2 separate regions of the Sus scrofa genome follow, and region 2 is linked to region 1. The links are chromatin contacts, called in public HiChIP or PLAC-seq maps. All regions are on one chromosome and are shown on one strand. Each heading gives the region's core, a stretch centred on a gene start, on an enhancer-like site or on the middle of the called end of the contact. The rest is flanking DNA. Distances are from core to core; before and after follow the strand shown. Region 1 overlaps SUSD1 (sushi domain-containing protein 1). Region 2 overlaps PTBP3 (polypyrimidine tract binding protein 3).

Region 1 (6,384 bases), core at 1,062-3,561:
AACTACGTTAGTGTAAAGGCTCTGGGCTTTGGAGTCTGGCAGGTCTAGTTTTGAGTCCTGACTTGACTGCTTGCTGGCTGTGTGACCTCTGGCAGGTTACTTAACTTCTCGAAGCCTCGGGTCTGTAACATGGACATGATTACGTCAAACGCATGGGGTTATTTTAAAGATTAGATGAATGAGACATTCAAAGTACTGTACATACTATCAGATCCACAGTAACAACTCAATAAATGTTCACTCTTTATTATTATTATTATTATTATTACTTGGCTGCTCCTGGGGCGTACAGAAATTCCCCAGGCTAGGGATCGAACCTGAACCACAGCTGCCACCCAAGCCACAGCAGTGACAATGCTGGGTCCTTAACCTGGTGAGCCACTAGGGAATTCCTCACTCCTTATTGATTTTTTTTTTTTTTTGTCTTTTTAGGGCCGCACTCTCAGCATATGGAGGTTCCCAGGCTAGGGGTCCAATCGGGGCTGTAACTGCCGGTCTATGCCACAGCCACAGCAATGCCAGATCCAAGCTGCGTCTGCAACCTACACCGCAGCTCACGGCAACACCAGATCCTTAACCCACTGAGCAAGGCCAGGGATCGAACCCGCAACCTCCTGGTTCCTAGTCGGATTCGTTTCCTCTGCACCACGACGGGACCTCCAGTCCTTATTGATTTATTATTGCCTCCTATGATTGCTCTGTGAGCAAATCTATAAGGACCTGTGCATTGGTGTTTGATGTATTATAATTGCCTAGTAAAAGGATGCCACATTCTTTCCCTGTGACCTCCAGTGTCTCCTTCAAAATACGCCAGAGCTTTCTTTCCTTTCTTTTCTTTTTTTTGGCCACACCCATGGAATGTGGAAGCTCCCGGGCTAGGGATTGAACCCGAGCCATAGCAGGGTCCTGAGCTGCAGCAGTGACAGCAACGGATCCTTAACACACTGTGCCACCTGGGAACTCTTAGAATTATCTTCCTTTAAAAAAAAAAAAGGGCTCCTTGGAGTTCTGGCGCAGTGGGTGAATGTCCTGGCTTGTCTCTGCAGAGGTGCTGGTTCAGTCCTTGGCCCAGTGCAGTGTATTGAGGATCTGGCATTGTCGCAGCTTCAGTGTAGGTCACAGCTCTGGTGTGGATTTGATCCATGGCCTGGAAACTTCCATATGCCATGGGGGGAGGCGGGGAAAAAAAAAAAAAGGGGGGGGGTCAGCATCATCTTCCTGCTTTTCTCTCCATGGCTCATAGGAGTAGGTCTGCACTTAGTCTGGGGAGTAGGTCTTCCCAAGACTGGGCTGCTCCTCGCTCTGCAACCTCGCTCCCCCTCTTTCCTCCTCCCCAGCACATCGTCACATATCTCTGTCACCACCCCGAATGTGCCACACCTTTCACCCTTCCAGGCATTGGACCTGCTGCTCCGTCTGCTTAGTTGTCTTCCCCATGCTTCATCCATTCAGCCCTCTCAAGGTCACGGCCTCTCAAGGTCTTCCAGTGAGACGTGGTGGCTTCTTTCTCTGTACCTTATGGTCCTTGTGTGTTGCTTTGTTCTCATATGTATCAAGTTGTAATTTACCTGCTGATACGTGTGCTCCCTCCATCAGACAACATGTTCCCGAGGAAAGGACTTAAGTTCTGAGCTGTGTCACAGCCCAGTGCCTGGCACGGGAGGATGCTGGGCATCCAGTAATTGTTCAGTTAAGGGTGAATGGTGAGTAGGGAGCCCTGGAGCCAGTCCCGAAGAGAACGCCCAGAAATGTTTTCAGTGTTTGGTCCCATTGGGATGAGGGCATAGGCTCCCAAGTCATCTCTTTCAAAGGGACAGCGTGAACATGGATGTTCAATGCCTGACACATTTATAAAGAAGTCTTTCCCGGAGTTCCCGTTGTGGCGCAGTGGTTAACGAATCCAACTAGGAACCATGAGGTTGTGGGTTTGATCCCTGGCCTTGCTCAGTGGGTTAAGGATCCGGCGTTGTCATGAGCTGTGGTGTAGGTCGTAGATGCAGCTCGGATCCCGCCTTGCTGTGGCTGTGGTGTAGGCTGGCGGCTACATCTCTGATTAGACCCCTAGCCTGGGAACCTCCATGTGCCGCAGGCGTGGCCCTAGAAAAGGCAAAAAGAAAAAAAAAAAAAAAAGAAAAAAGTCTTTCCAGCTGCCTTGCAGACAGTTGGAGGGAAAAGCAGTTTTGTTAAACTGTTCCTTGGGATGAAATAGCTGACATCCCTCTAGTCGGACCTGGGTCCCATCAGTGCAGGGAGCGTGGCACAAGCTGGAGGCAGATGGCATTTTTGCGATGTCATTTGTGGTTGTCATAGTGAATGAGCAAAAAGGAAGAACAAGGAAGGGAACTTGCATGTCTCCTTTCTTATCTCTGCTTGGGTGGCAAAGGGGTCCTGAGTGGGAAGGAAATGTGCTTTACTGGCAACTCAGGGGAAAGGTGAGGGGGGATGTTTCCTTTTCCTTCTGGACCAAGGGGAGAGTTAGTATCCAAAGGAAGTGGGGATGAGCAGAGGGGTCTAGAAGTCTCGGGCCTTGAAGGATGGTGGAGAGGGAAAGGGCTGGGAATATTTGGGGCTTGTTTGTGCTGATAAATACTGGTGCCAACATCATCTTTATGCTACCCAAGGAAGTGAATAGATAGGATCTTTTTTTTTGTTTGGTTGGGTTGGGTTTTTTTGTTTGTTTTGTTTTTGCTTTTTAGGGACATACCTGTGGCATATGGAAGTTCTGAGGCTAGGGATTGAATCAAAGCTACAGCTGCCAGCCTACGCCACAGCCACAGACAGCAACACCAGATCTGAGCCGTGTCTGCGACTCACACCACAGCTCACGGCAGTGTGGGATTGTGAACCTGCTGAGTGAGGCTAGGGATTGAACCCGCATCCTCATGGATACTAGTTGGATTCATTTCCGCTGGGCCACAAGGGGAACTCTCAGATAGGATCTTTAGATAGGGTCTCTGCATCTCTCAGGATACCTGTGTCCTCACTGGAGTCTGTCTGTCTTTCTGTCTGTCTGTCTGTCTGTCTGTCTCTCTCTCTTTCTTCCTTTCTTTCACTGCCTTGAGGCATATGGAGTTCCTGGGCCAGGGATCAGATCTGAGTTGCAGTTGTGACTTATGTCACAGTTGTGACCTGTTTGTGGCAATGCCAGATCCTTTAACCCACTGTGTCTGGCTGGGAATCAAACGTACATCCTGGTGCTGCAAGGAATTCCTGGAGTATCTCTTTGATTTCAAATTATCTGTGCTCTGGGGAGAAGCGTTGATGTAGAGACCCAGGCGTGTTTAGGTGATCCTCTGGTGTCTCTCCAGTAGTTGGCCTGTTCTCTCTCTGGCCCCATTTGTTCTCGCCCCCAGACAGCCAACCTGGGCTTCCCGGAGCGAGGCCAGGTAATACGTGGCAGGGAATCTCAGTAATACTGCCGATGGGATGATTTAGTAAAGATAAAAAATCTTCCATGGGCCAGGACATCAGTAGGCCAGCGTCTGTCTGAAGGTAGTATTGGTTCTGAGAACCCTACAGGCACCTAAGTTGCAGGCTCCCTTCCCACTTGGAGGCTGAGAGGAGATTTACTAGAAGGGAAGGAAGGGAGCTGAGAGGAAGAGAGACATCTTCTGGGGTGGAAATTATTCTTTCTCACCCTTCCTGATGGGACTCTTACCTTGGGTTTCCCAGAAAACAGGGCCTGAGCAGAGGGCTTCCTTTTTTCCACAATAGGGAGTGACAGCCCGGGAAGCAGGAATGAGGGCTTAGGTGCATGAAACGGGGAAGGAAGGAGAACCAGTGTCAGGGGGCCTCATCGTGCTGGTCTTCCCCCAGTGCAAGGGATTGCTCCACCCGTGCACCTCTCCACCCTGAGAAGTCTTTGTAGATCTGCCCTTCACGGGGAAGACAGGAAAGGGCTGGGTTCACCCCCTACCTCCTGTCCCCATGAGGTGTTAATCACCACCACCCCACCCCGCCCCGTTCTGGATGTGCAATGGGGATGCCCCAGGATGGGCAACAAGACACGGTCACGTTGTCCAAGCTCAGGCAGGCCTGGAACAAGGAGCAGGAGAGACAGATTCTAAAGCATCTGCAAAGTGTGTCTGATTCAGTGGGGAAGCTTGAATTTGGGCCGAGGAATATTCCTGACACTAAGATACTGGTTCCCTCCTTTGCAGGAGAAAGTATGGTAACTTCTGTCTGCAGGGAATTTTGTTCCTTTTGATGCTCTTGGAAGAGAATTTTTTTTTTCTTTTTTTTCTTTTTAAGGCTGCACCCGTAGCATATGGAAGTTCCTGGGCTAGGGAGCTACAGCTGCTGGGCTACACTACAGCCCACAGCAATGTGGGATCCGAGCTGTGTCTGTGACCTACACCTCAGCTCATGGAAACGCCAGATCCTTAACCCACTGAGTGAGGCCAGGAATCGAACCCACATCTTCATGGATACTAGTTGGATTTGTTTGCACTGAGACACAATGGGAACTCCCTGGAAGTGAAAATTTTTAAAAATTTCATTTTGGATTGTTCCTTGCTGGTGTACAGAAATGCAGTTGACTTTGGTACCTTGACCTTGTATCCTGCAACAGGCTGAACTCCTCTTAGCTTTAATAGGTTTTTTTGGTATATATGAGTGAATTCTGTAGGATTTTTATAGATAAGGTTATGTCAACTGGCAATAAAAATAGATTTACTGGAGTTCTCTTGCTGTGCAGCAGGTTAAGGCTCTGGCGTTGTCACTTTAGTGGCTCAGGCCACTGTAGTGGCTCAGGTTGCTGTTGTGTCTCGGGCTTGATCCCCGGCCCAGGAACTTCAACGTGCCCCAGGTTCCGCCAAAAAAATAAAATAAAAATAAATAGATTTACTTACCTGCAGGGAATTTGTTAAACAGATAAAAAGCTAGATTCTTGGCCCCTTCCCATCTGAACGGCTTCCTAGATGGTTTCCTGGGTCCATTGGAAACTGTCACCGCAGAAAGCAAGGCCCTGATATGACTTCCCATACTGTCAATTTTTTTTTTCTTTTTGGTCTTTTTAGGGCTGCACCCATGGCATATGGAAATTCCCAGGCTTGGGGTCAAATTGGAACTACAGCTGCTGGCCTACACCACAGCCCCAGCAACACGGGATCCGAGCTGGGTCTTCAACCTACACCACAGCTCACAGCAATGCCGGATCCCTGACCTACTGAGTGAGGCCAGAATCGAACCCGATACTAGTTCGGTTCTTTAACTGCTGAGCCACAATGGGAACTCCTCAATTTTTTTTTTTACATGAAATACACACAGAATATTTAAAAAAAGCAGAACAACTTAAAGAAATCAGTGGCTTCCTGATAAATCAGGATTAAATAGCTTCACTTAAAGGGGTCCCAGAAATACCTGGGAATCATGTGGAGAATTTATTTAGTTTGCGTCGATGGGCTGCTCCTGAGGAATGGTCCTGTGCAGTGACACACGTCATTTCCCTCTTGGGAACAGTAGTGACCCGGCAATCAGAACGTTCCATCAGCCAGGTGGTGGGATGAGGAAGCCGGAAGCAGATCTTACCTGTGCAGCTGCAGGGAAGACTCGGGGCTCAGTTCTGGGCCGCTTTCCATCTCACAGGAGTGGAACACCAGTGGCATCCAGTGGCCTGTCCGACCAATCACAGGTTGAAGTTGTCACCCATGCTTAACTGGGAATCTTTGCTTTGCCTCCAAATCAGGTAACGGGCCTAGCCCGTTCATGATGCGGTTAGATGCAGTGATGGGCCTGGGTTAGCTTGCATTGCTCATGTGGTTTCTGAATGGTAATCAGCAAAGATCCCAGCTGAGCAGATAAACTAAGTCGTGCCCTCTAACGTGGTGGCCCTTAGGATTTTTCCAGAGCCCCCTGATGCCTTTTTGTGAGTAGACGCTCTCTTTTTCTGTTTTAGAAATAATTATAGAAATTAATGACTTAGCAGTATTTAATAACACCTGCGTGAGATGGCAAAGAAACCCAAGAAGAATAAACTCTGAGCTCGTGTATGAGGTAAGCAAAATGATCTCCTTTTCCCTGCCAGGGCAGAAATGGTTACCATGGGAATATGAGTCGGAGGGACTCGCTTCCAGAAGCGCTTCTCGGTCTCATTGCTTTCCAATCCCATAGTCCTTTTAAAAAGTGAACGGAATCTTTAAGCTATCTGGATTATTGTATTTTACATGTTGTGTTGAATATATTTGCCCTTTTCCAGGGTGTATGTGTGTGGGATGTATTTATATTCAGCGGCATCATTATTGCTTGTTTCCAAGCTCTTGTATTTCACTCCCCCAGAACAAGCCTAGAAGCATCTGCTGCCTCGGTGACAGGATGCAGCGAGTGGGTCTCAGGTTGTGACCGCCGCCATTGATCACTGGTCCTTTGAGTGTCAGACAGCACTCC
Region 2 (6,384 bases), core at 2,293-4,792, 130 kb before region 1:
TGGCTTGGGTTGTTGCTGTGACTCAGGTTTGATCCCTGGCCTGGGAACTCCCATATGCCACAGGCAAGGCAAGGCAAGGCAAAACAAAACAAAACAAAAAGACTGTATAACAAAGACATTAAGAAGTTGAGGAAGGTGAGCGATGGGAGTTCCCTTTTGTGGCACAGTGGAAATGAATCCGACTGGTATCCATGAAGATGCGGGTTTGATCCCTGGCCTTACTCAGTGGATTAAGGATCTGGCATTGCTGTGAGCTGTGGTTCAGATCCCGTGTTGCTGTGGCAGTGGTGTAGGCCGGCAGTTACAGCTCCATTTCAGCTCCTAGCCTGGGAACATCCATCTGCCACAGGTGCGGCCCTAAAAAGTGAAAAGAATTAAAAGAGGTTGAGTGATGCTTCTATTGTGACATTATCAACTCAACTTAAGATATTAATAAGAATTTGTATAGGTATGTTCATGAAAGACTTTTTGTTTCTCCTAGATGAGTAAGGAGTAAAGAATATGAACATTCCTTATACCTCATTTCCAGATTTTATTTTGATACAGTTCATGTTGAAATTTTTGTGTCTCTCCAGATTAATTTTTAAGTAGTTAAAATAGTAATTTGAAGTAACTTCAGGGTGGAAAAAATTTATCTGCAAAGCAAGAACATTTTAAGAAAGATATTTTTTTATTATGTTAAGAGCATTGTTTGGCCCCTCTACTCTTGCTCTAGGTGAAAGAACTCCTTCAGCTTTGATTCTGTGTTGAAAGTCATTATAAGGCAAACTGCTGAATTAAGAGTTTTCCACATTTTCAAAAACAGTGACATTTCCTGTGCATGATCTTGTCCTTAACTTGTTCTAAGAGATAATAATGGCATATAATAAATTATATAAACTTAGAGTAAATGAAGTGTTGGATATTTTTTAATAGTATAAAATTTTTTAAATGAAACTTGCTTTGTAAATAGGATGCACGCTCATGGTAAATCATCGAAACAATCCAGAAAAATAAAAAATAAAAAACAATCCACTCACTCAAATATAACTAATATTTTGCTAACGTTTTACTTTGTACAACTTCTCTATTCAGGTTATTGTCTATATATATAATTTTACCAACAGAATCCTAGTATTTTGAAAGCTCTTGTTTTTTCTCTACAATATGTCATTTGCTGTCATTGTTTCCTGACAGCAAATATAGAATTCATAATTTTTTTACTTCATAATTTTTAGTTTTTTACTTTTTATTTTTTAAAATTTTTATTTTATTTTTATGGCCACACCCATGGCACATGGAAGTTCCCAGGCTAGGAATTGAATCAGAGCTGCAGGCCTACACCACAGCCACAGCAATGCTGGATCCTTAACCCAATGAGCAAGGCCGGGGATTGAGCCTGCATCCTCACAGACACTGTGTCAGGTTCTTAACCCTTATAGCCAAAATGGGAACTCCTTTTTAAATTATTACCACTTCATAATTTTTAACTGACTGTATAATACTCACTTCAAAAGGACAGCCATGATTTATCCAGTTTCTTATTAATAGACATTGAGATTATTTGCAGTTTTATACCTTTGCAAATAGTACTGTAACAACATTCTTATGTATCTCAGCACACTTGCAACATTATTTTAATATTTTATGTTTCTGGCAACAAAATTGCTGGGACTAATAGGCCAATGCATGATTTATGCTTTGATATACATTGCACAATTGCTTTCTGTAAAGATTATTTGCTGACTTATAATGCCACTGATAATATATGAGAAAGCAATTTTCCAGTCTATCTTTGTCAGTCTTTGTTAATATGATAGGTGATGAATTATACCTTGTTATTTACTAACTTGTGAAGTATTTATGGTGATTTCTGCTAATGCAGTTTTTCTCAAATTTTTAAAATTGTGGTAAAATATATATATAACAAAATTTGCCATTTTAACCATTTTTCAGTGTACAGTTCAGTGGCATTAAATACATTCACATTGTGCAGCCCATCACCACCATCCATCTCCAGAACTTTTTCATCTTCCCAAACTGAAACTCTGTACGCATTAAAGACTAACGCCTCTTTTTCCCCTACCCCTACCATAGCAACCACTATTCTACTTTCCGTCTCTGAGTTTTGTCTGCTAATGCATTTTTTAAAATATTTTTATATAGTAGTCAAATCTCTTAAATTATATTACAGTTTCTTACATGGGTACCATACTTATAAAAACCTAGCATAGCAAAATTAAAATTTTTTTTTTTGCCTGTGTTTTCTTATACTTTGATGTTTTACTTGTTTTTATTTTAACATTTAAATCTTTTGTTAAGAATATTTTGGGGGAGGGAGTTCCCGTCGTGGCTCAGTGGTTAACGGATCTGACTAGGAACCATGAGGTTGCAGGTTCGATTCCCTGGCCTTGCTCAGTGGGTTAAGGATCCCGCGTTGCTGTGGCTCTGGTGTAGGCCAGTGGCTATGGCTCTGATTTTGACCCCTAGCCTGGGAACCTCCATATGCCAAGGGAGTGGTCCAGGAAGTGGTAAAAAGAAAAAAGAAAAAAAGAATATTTGGGGGGAGGGAGTTCCAGTTGTGGCGCAGTGGTTAACGAATCCGACTAGGAACCATGAGGTTGCTGGTTCGATCCCTGCCCTTGCTCAGTGGGTTAACGATCCGGTGTTGCCGTGAGCTGTAGTGTAGGTTGCAGACGCGGCTCGGATCCCACGTTGCTGTGGCTCTGGCGTAGGCCGGTGGCTACAGCTCCAATTCGACCCCTAGCCTGGGAACCTCCATATGCCGTGGGAGCGGCCCAAGAAATAGCAAAAAAAAAAAAAAAAAGAGTATTTTGGGGGTGGGAAGTGAGGGTAGGGCTTTTCTCTTTCTTTTACACTAGTGACCAGTTTCTCCTTTGTTGTTTTTGGGTAGCCCGTTTATTGTCCATTCTTGTGAAACTCGTCCCTTGTCATATTCTAGTTTTCCTTACGCCAGGCTCTGCCTACTTAAAACATGCATGTATACGCCCGTTAGATATGACCACACATTCTGCTTGCATAACCCCCGTCTACCCTGATGTGTGTGCTGCTCACATGGTATGCACTCCGTGTCTAATCTGGGCTACCTTTTGGGTTTCATTCTGTCCCATTTCTATTTCAGTGTCCCTATGGCTTAATATATTAGGGCAAGGCCCTATTTACCCTCTTTTTAGAGATTAAACGGATAATATATCTTGTTTATTTCTCAGGATATATTAGAAGTATTTTGATAAATCCTAGCCCCACGATTGGAATTGGGTTGACTTTTTTTTTGGATTAATTTGAAGATAATTAATGTATTTTTATTGTATCTGAGCCTTTTGAGGAGGAAGTTATATTTTATTTGCTATCTTTCAGTAGATTTTTAAATTTTTCTTCGTGTAATGTAAGTCGTGCAGTTTTCCATTAGTATGATTCATAAATATGTTAGTTTAAGTCTTAAAGAAGAAATAAACAATTTAATAAAACTCTTAAGGACTGGATTATTCTAAAGGGAAACAGTGAGAAATCCCAGTTGCTTGGCAACCAAAGCCAGCCCAAATGACCTAGTTTATTCTTAGATAGCCTTGATTTCTTCCTAGTGTCCTTTCCATTTTGTTACTTTTGTCCAAGTTGTTGCATTGATGTTTGATAAAATAGTATTTTTTCTTTTATTCAAATCCTATACCACAGCTGAAGTCAAAATTGAAGGTATCTGTTTGCTTGTATAAAATGTACAAGATGTTTTTTTAATTCAGACAGCCCCAGGAAGCTGATAAATTACTGTTTATTTCTCTTTCATTCTCTCAATAGCAAGATATCGCAAAACACGCACATAACTTCTTTTCCAGCTTATGGGCATACTTGCCAGAGTCAGGTGGATGTCAATTAATTTTGTCTCTTGATTTAAGCTAAAATTCAGATTTAAGCTAAAAACTTCAGATCATATTTTGAGGTACAGAATTTGGGAAATGGTTGTATTAATAGCAGTCATTTTTGTATACATGGTTTTTCTTGATTTCATAGATGGAAGTTTATAAATCTACAAAGAGATAACCTTGGAAAATTTTTTCTAAAAAAATTTCCCTAAAACATCATCAAACTGAACACTAAGATCTGTGAATTTTATTATATATTCATTTCCATCTCAATTTTAGAAATGTCTTCTTCACATTATGCAGGCATGTTTAAGTTTTACATGAAATATTTTTTCCTCCTCTACCTCAATGAAACATTTGTTGGTTTTTCCATCATACTTACTGCTGTTTTCCTTTACTAGCGCTTAATGTAACCATTCCAGAGGCTTTTTTGCTGAAACATTTAAAAATTATTTCCTGTGACAAGAATTCTAGTGCCTTATAATGTTTAGCATCCGATAAATAGAATTTCTATGTATCTGAAACATCTCTTCATATTGAGAAGACATTTTGGGTTTTTTGCTCAGACTTTTTTGTTGTCCTCAGTGGAGAGTAGGCCTCCAATTTCGTTGTTTTACCTAAATGTCTTTGCCTTATTAAAAATTGAAACTGTGGAGTTACTTATTAAATAAATCTATCTCTTTCTCAGGCTTTTATTGTCAAAAGCACTTTTTGCACGCCTGCTAGGCAGAGACCTTTGTACTCAGTGTTCTGTGAAGTATTAATGCAGACTATATTGACAACACTAGAATGATGAGGACAATATATATCATGGCTTCTCATATTTTTCCACTGTAGTAACCCTTATTGCCAAAGAGGAAGGTGCGAAGGAAGAAAAATAGCAACAACAGCAACAGTAACAGTAATATTAGCAGCAGTAAGCGTGTATATAGAATTGTTTAATAAAAAGGATCAATAGAATGGTTTATGGATAGGAAATAAAGTCATTGAGGTTAAGTTTAAGTTGTGCAGGCTTAGTTTTGGTAAGATTTAGTCATCCTAATCTAAGAGGAAAAGGAACCATTATGCCACTGAGAGCCTCACTGTGATGATATTTTTTTCCCTAGACATTCTCAAGTTGTGACGTCCAGTATGGTAGCTGCTAGCTAAATGTGATTATATTTAAATTAATTAAAAAATTAAAAATTCAGTTCCTTAGTTGCACTGGGTACATTTTGGGTGCTCACTAGCCACTTCTGGCCAGTGGCTGTCATATTGGATACTATAGATGTGGAACCTTTCCATTATCACAGGCAATTCTGTTTGTACAGCACTGTTTATCTTCCATATCTCTACTTAACCTTTCTTTTGTGTGTGTCTGATACAATTATAATAACTACTATGTTCTTGGCTGCTAATTCTAATTCCTGTGTAAATTCTGGGTCTTTTTTTTGAACTCCCAACCTCATCATTGCCTATTTAAAAGCTCAAAGTGGAAGTGCAAGCCAGTTTTCAAATTTGAAAGCAGTATAACCCTCGTTTTCAAATAAAATCTTACTGAGGAGTGCAGTGTAAAATAGATAAACTGCCATGTTTGAAGCTGAATTGGGTTTCTCAGTATTCTGCACATTTGTTTGGCTTTATGAGAACACAGGTTTTTTTTTTTTTTGGTTTTTGTTTCTTTTTTTCTTTTTAGGGCTGTACCCGTGGCATATGGAAGTTCCCAGGCCTGGGGTTGAATTGAATCTGCAGCTGCTGGCCTACACCACAGCCACAGCCCTGTACAGCCCTGTGGGATCTGAGCTGTGTCTGCAACCTACCCCATAGCTCACAACAACTCTGGATCCTTGATCCACTGAGCAAGGCTAGGGATCGGACCTGAGTCTTCATGGGTACTAGTTAGGTTCATTACTGCAGAGCCACAACAGGAACTCTGAGAACATAGTTTTGGAAGCCAATGATATAAAATATTCGAACAACTCATGTATTATTTTCAAAGATGATTGGAAACTGAACATTTGACAGTTTGTATATGACTTGACATAAAAATTTGTATATGACAAAATGCTGTTAGAAGATTAAAAAGTGGAGTTCTCGTTGTGGCACAGTGGAAACGAATCCACTGAGGAACTATGAGGTTACAGGTTCGATCACTGGCCTCTCTCAGTGGGTTAAGGATCCGGCATTGCCGAGAGCTGTGGTGTAGGTTGAAGATGTGACTTGGATCTGGCCTTTCTCTGGCTGCGCCGTAGGCCGGTGGCTATAGCTCTGATTGGACCCCTAGCCTGGGAACCTCCATATGCCGTGGGTGAGGCCCTACAAACAAAAGAAAAAAAAAATTAAAAAGTGGAAGATGTTCAACTCTTAAGCATACAGAAAGTAAAAGACTGTCTCTTTACAGATTAATACTTATTTTAATGTTATTTATTTTAGCAAAATGTTAGAGAACTAATCATCTCATATTAGGTGGTATAATAAATAGTAAGCTAAAAAATAAAAAAATAAATAGTAAACTAAACTTTAAAATCATGAAAAGAAAACAAAAAGT

What was found. HiChIP or PLAC-seq counts read pairs in DNA pulled down with a chosen protein or histone mark.
Region 2: a contact with region 1 is called in an H3K27ac HiChIP or PLAC-seq map of alveolar macrophages. The contact joins two enhancer-like sites.

Annotation. Positions count from the first base shown.
Region 1 is chr1:252,895,503-252,901,886 of Sscrofa11.1, reverse strand. SUSD1 (sushi domain-containing protein 1) reads left to right here. Exons shown (of 16, transcript XR_002337296.1): 7 at 5,897-5,994. Among named protein-coding and RNA genes, the nearest start is that of SUSD1, 58 kb to the left of the region's middle. Within about 2 kb of position 2,311, at least 1 of the 83 cell types and tissues checked has an H3K27ac peak or open chromatin away from gene starts, as enhancers often do. A contact at or near this core is called in alveolar macrophages, where this site is marked.
Region 2 is chr1:253,027,364-253,033,747 of Sscrofa11.1, reverse strand. The region is part of intron 3 of PTBP3 (polypyrimidine tract binding protein 3); the gene reads left to right. Among named protein-coding and RNA genes, the nearest start is that of PTBP3, 26 kb to the left of the region's middle. Within about 2 kb of position 3,542, at least 3 of the 83 cell types and tissues checked have an H3K27ac peak or open chromatin away from gene starts, as enhancers often do. A contact at or near this core is called in alveolar macrophages, where this site is marked.